Linked DNA regions of Rattus norvegicus: region 1 is linked to region 2. A link is a contact called in public Hi-C data. All regions are on one chromosome and are shown on one strand. The core of a region is the stretch at or near the end of the contact, and the rest is flanking DNA. Distances in the headings are between cores, read along the strand shown. Region 1 overlaps Smg6 (SMG6 nonsense mediated mRNA decay factor). Region 2 overlaps Smg6 (SMG6 nonsense mediated mRNA decay factor).

Region 1 (2,700 bases), core at 30-2,529, 140 kb before region 2:
TATTGCTACAGCAGCACATAGGACAGTGCTGATTTAGCTGCTACGTGGGAGACGATCCTGATCAGCTGTCAAGTGTGTCAGGTTCTCAGGTGACGTGTCCACAGTCACTCAGACCCCTCTCTACAACACCACATAAGCATGCCTTCACCGCCATCTGTGCCAGTGTCCTCTGCATTGTCGCTTCCTTGCTCTCTGGCACCCTTCCCTTCCTGAATGGTCAGCAAAGAGGAGGTCCCTGCTTGGTGTGCGTCTAAGAAGCAGGGGGCATTTTTACACCATATTGGCCAGACATGATGCAGGGCAGCCCTTCCATCATCAATGATTCCAGGACACGCTAAATGACTAACACCCATTTTAAAATTTTATTTTTACTCCACTCGATTTTATGTGCATGGGTCTTTTGCCTGCATGTTATGTTTGTGTATCATAAATATGCCTGGTGCACAAGGAATCCAGAACATGACATCAGATCCCCTGAAACTGGAGTTACAGATGGTTGTGAGCTGCCATGTGGGTACTGGGAATGAAACCCAGGCTCTCTGGGAGGGCAGATAAGTCATATTTCCAGCCCTGCCCCAGCACCTCCAGAGCCATGTTTTAGCCTCATTTCTGACTGAGGTGAAGGAATGATGTGGACGATGGACTGTCAGGACTCGTCATTTCACTGCTGCACAGTTAACTCCAAGCAGAAGGCAAGCGCTCTAGTGCCAATGATCACATCCGTATTTGCAAGGTGCTTTAAGATAAAGTGGCACACAACAGGCTCATGGAAAACATTGTCAGGTGGAGAGAAACTCACTAGGACCACAGGAGCAGGTGATTCACAATGATCCATGTTTTCTAAGACAAGGTGGAACAAGTCACCACTCTGCCAGGTGACTGGCCAGGGAGAATGCATACACACCAGTCATCTGTGCCACAATCCCATTCTCTGCCGTCTTTCCCTCTGTCCAGATGGTACTTACCTGCCGCTAAGTATCTGACCACCTTCGTCTAAGAGGCTTCCCTGAAGAGGCTTAGAGCCTCTTGAACTTAAGGGGGGAGGGCGCTTATCCTGGATACCTCCCTGAAGGGGTAAGGATGGTCCTGCCTTGGGTCAGAGCAGGTAACCATGGTTCCATCCTGTGTACTCAAACATGTGATGAGGAAGGCTAGAAATACAGAAGCAGGGGTAACAGGCATTAAAGAGCAGAGCTGAAATGACTAATAGCCTGGCAGGCAGCACGCACTGGCCTCCCTGCATCCCCAGTCTCTCACTTGCAGAGGAAACTTCTGCATTTCCACAAGACTGCCAGTTTCCTCTCTGTGGTCTAATTTTAACCACCTTGTCGTTACAGTGTGTGTCAGCCACCTGACCCCACTATGACCTCTGACCTTATGCCCCAGCTACTGCTCACACTATAGAGAATTATGTAATGGATCCAGGACTTTCCTTTTTGGCATGAGACTGCTGCCACTGAATGGGTGGGGGGGAGGAGGAAAAGGAGTGAGGAGAGGAGAGAGAAGGAGTTTGCAATGGTCCTGGGCTCACCTGCATAGTGAAAGGGCTATGGGAGCCCCAGTTCAATCTGTAGCAGAAACCTGCCCAGGAGAAGACAGTGTCTCATGGTTATATGCTTGGGCAAATGGGAAGAAACACTGTTGTCATTAAGGCAGGCCCTGGGTGAGTACATGGCTCAGGAAGCAGAGTGATTCCTGGCCAAGAGGGAGAAAGGCCACATGTGTGGACGTGGGACTCCTGGAGGTGGGGATTTCCAGGGCACAGCAGGAGCCTGGGGTGCAGACATCCTGAGCCTGCCTGCAGCACATCCTTAGAGGTTCAGTGGGAACTATCATGAAGAGAAGGAACTCCCACCCTGCTCCAGTTTTCATTTCCACACCTTTCAGAATGAACCCAGTTTTCCTGAGAGTTCTGTCTGCTACGGTCATTCATCATTGCCTTTAAGGGTAATGACACTTACTGCGATTGGCAAAAGAGTTCTGCTTCACCGGGGTATCTTAAGAGGTCCTGTTTACACAGAGACATTTCCCCCAGGTTTTAGAAGAGTGTCTTCTCTTCACTGTAACCCAACCAGCAAGGGGAACAATTAAGGTTGGATACAGAATTTATTCTTAGATTTCTAACTACAGTGTGGCAATAAGAAATGAATCCAAGGTATTTAGCAAACTGGGACTATGACAGGCATAATGTGTAGGGAATGCCTTCCACAATCATACGCAAGCTTGTTTCCAGCCTGTTGGGCTGGTTTGAGTATTCTGCCCTGGGTGGGAGGAGTAAGTCTGATGGAGAGAAAAACACAGCTCTCTTGACTCGAGTTCTACAGGAGGCTCTTGGGAATATTCTCTCATACAAAGGAGCCCTAGTAGTTGAGTCAGAGAGGGACAAAACAACAGTTTAATATGGTAATGGATATATCAAGATGGAGAAAAACAGGCTGGAGAGATGGCTCAGTGGTTAAGAGCACTGACCGCTCTTCCAGAGGTCCTGAGTTCAATTCTCAGCAACCACATGGTGGCTCACAACCATCTATAATGGGGATCTGATGCCCTCTTCTGGTATGTCTGAGGACAGCTACAGTGTAGCTTATGTATATAAAAAAAAAAAAAATAAAATCTTAAAAAAAGATGGAGAAAGACCACCTCCTTTAAAAAGAAAACTCGAAGATGATTTCTGCTTAGCAATGAAGTCTCTGGGGTTAA
Region 2 (2,700 bases), core at 26-2,525:
AGTTTCTGTTTGAAATGGGTTTTCTAAACAGTGAACCTATTTCCTTTAAACTCTTAACACCTACACCATCCCTAAGTCTCCATTATGAAAACTGTGCCCTGTGAAAAGGATCTAATCACACAAAAGATTCTTTTCTTTTTTTTAAAGACTTATTTATTTATGTGAGTACACTGTCACTATCTTCAGACACACCAGAAGAGGGCATCAGTTCCCATTACAGATGGTTGTAAGCTGCCATGGGTTGCTGGGAATTGAACTCAGGACCTCTGGAAGAGCGGTCAGTGCCCTTAACCACTGAGCTATCTCTCCAGCCCAAAAGATTTTTTAAAGAATTACCTCAGAAACAAGACATGGTGGACCATGCCTGTAAACCCAGCACTTGAATAGTTGAGGCAAGAGAATCTCAAGTTCAAAGTCAGACAAGAACACACAGCAATAGCTTGTCTAAAATTTAAGAATAAAAAGGAGGAAAAGGCAAGAGCATTGCTCTGCCTTCTTAGTCACTATCACACTCACTCCCACCCTCAGGTCCCAAACTGTCCCTTGAAGGAACCCAAACCTAGGGCTCCCAAGGGTCTGTTCCCAGCCTTCCTGTGCTGCTATCCTCCCTCTCACAAGCCTCTGTTCATCAGGTCTGTATGTTTCAGTCCAGTGGAAATACAATGCCCTGGCCAACTGCCACTCCCAATACAGGAAGAGCCTGTAATGTAGGGAGGCAGAAATCCAGCCAGTGACCTAGGGCTTCTAAGGAGAGGTCATTCAAACCAGTGCTTGCCAAATGTGGCCACTGGATCCTAAACAGTGGTGCATGCCTGGAGCTCCTTTGGCAACAAGGAGTAAACCACAGCTGAAATCCTCTGAAATAAAAAGCAAACTCAAACTTGGTGCTAGAGAGAGAAACCAGGCACACAAGCCTTAGGGCTATGCTGAACAATTCGTGGTCAGCAAAGTATCTTTTCCACCCCCACCCCCACCCCATCAAATTGCTTGTGGTACTCTGAGGGGTGCAGTGGGGAACAGCTCTAGGTTGGATTAATAAATAGCTTCTGGAAAGCCAAGGCAGATCATCCTTCTGAAATCCTGGAAAAAGGTGGTGTGAGTTTTGCCCCAACCTTAGTCTTTTCATTGAATAGCATCCTTCCCTGATAAGAAAACCCCAGACTTTATCAATTTTTGGCAATCTTCATACCTTTCCTTTGGATGGCAACTTGTACTGCTGACCCTCTGGTGCCCAGAAGTCATTCCACAGCTATGAGTCAATCACAGTTTACTCCAGTCCGCCTCTGCTCAACTGTTCTCATTTTCACTGGCACAAAACATGCCATGCGTTTACTTCCTGCACCCCCATGCCATTTTAAGTGCCTGCCCCAAATCAAAACAAAGCAAAACAAAACAAAGCAAAAACTGTTTCCCTCTAAAAAACTTCAGAGCTGCTTTAGCTCTTGATAGACTAGGAATGGCAGGGAGTGATGTTTGTGGCTGGATTGGATCCATTTTTCCCCATGGGCTATAACAAAGGTTTCATTTTAAATCCTGACACTGTGCAGCACTCTCTCAATGGAGGTGGGGAGGGGGCTAGTACTTCTCATTACAAGAAGAGCAGAGTTCACTCAGTAAGAAAAGCAGCCACGCTGGGCTAGTTTCAGGGCCATGTGTCTCTGTGTTGAAAGGAAGTAGAGCGCCAGCACAGAATGACAGGACAGAAGTGTCACATGGGACATGTGTCTGAGGAAGCCTCTTCCCTGGGGTAGGAACTGAAACAGATCCATTAACACTCCGTGGTCAGACTAAAGTCTCAAACGAGTACAAGTCAAATGTTCACATTCTTTTTTTCCGAAACGTAAAACAACTCCCCAAAAACCTTCCTTTGATTAGCACAACATAATTAAAGAATCAATGGTTAAGAACGTAGATTAGTTCCATACATCAAATATAAGAAAATATGACTCATTCCCAGAACCAAGGAAGCATTCTGTGAGTTTGAGGCTGGTCTTACTACAGAGCAAGTTCTAGCCCAGCCAAGGCTACTGAAGAGACCCTGTCTTAAAAACAGAAACTGAGAATCTGTTGGGTGGCTGTGGAGGAGAGTTACTCTGACAAAATGAAGTGTTGTTAAGCAACAAATGGGAAAAATCACCTTGCCAGAGGCAGGAAGATCTCTGAGTTCAAGGCCAGTTTGGTCTACGTAGTGTTTTCCAGGACAGCCAGGACTATAAGAGAGAGACCCTGTCTCAAAACAAACAAACAAACAAAACCCACAACAAACAAAAAGTCATCTTTCCAGGATTCAATAATGAATACAAATCTGTTTCAAAAAATTTGTAACCAAAATTCTTTCTGATTTTGGTTTGAAACTATAAGTAGTTTCATGTATTTTTCTTTGAGAAATATCTTTATGCCTTACCTACATATTACAAAAAATTTATAATAAAACTAACATAATGATGGTATATAATTTACATATATTTTGAGTGCACTGTCTGTGTACAAGCACACACAAATGCAAAACCCGGACTTGTACATGATGGCATATGCCTGAAATGTTAGCAATGAGAAGGCCAGGCAGGAGGATAGTTGAATTTGAGGCTAGCCTGGGATATTACATAGTGAGACTCTATCTTGAAACAAAATAAACAATAAACAGAAATGGAGGGCACCCACAAAATTATGTTTTTACAAATGCCTGTATAACCACGCGAA

The links. Hi-C and Micro-C count contacts between places; a contact is called where the count stands out from the background.
Region 1: a Hi-C map of hepatocytes shows a contact between it and region 2, with 1.8 times the contacts expected there. The contact joins two enhancer-like sites. A contact is called at or near these places in 3 of 12 Hi-C or Micro-C datasets (hepatocytes, kidney and psoas muscle).

The regions. Positions count from the first base shown.
Region 1 is chr10:60,483,295-60,485,994 of GRCr8, reverse strand. The region is part of intron 13 of Smg6 (SMG6 nonsense mediated mRNA decay factor); the gene reads right to left. Among named protein-coding and RNA genes, the nearest start is that of Hic1, 33 kb to the left of the region's middle. Within about 2 kb of position 1,279, at least 22 of the 93 cell types and tissues checked have an H3K27ac peak or open chromatin away from gene starts, as enhancers often do.
Region 2 is chr10:60,340,771-60,343,470 of GRCr8, reverse strand. The region is part of intron 9 of Smg6 (SMG6 nonsense mediated mRNA decay factor); the gene reads right to left. Among named protein-coding and RNA genes, the nearest start is that of Srr, 57 kb to the right of the region's middle. Within about 2 kb of position 1,275, at least 17 of the 93 cell types and tissues checked have an H3K27ac peak or open chromatin away from gene starts, as enhancers often do.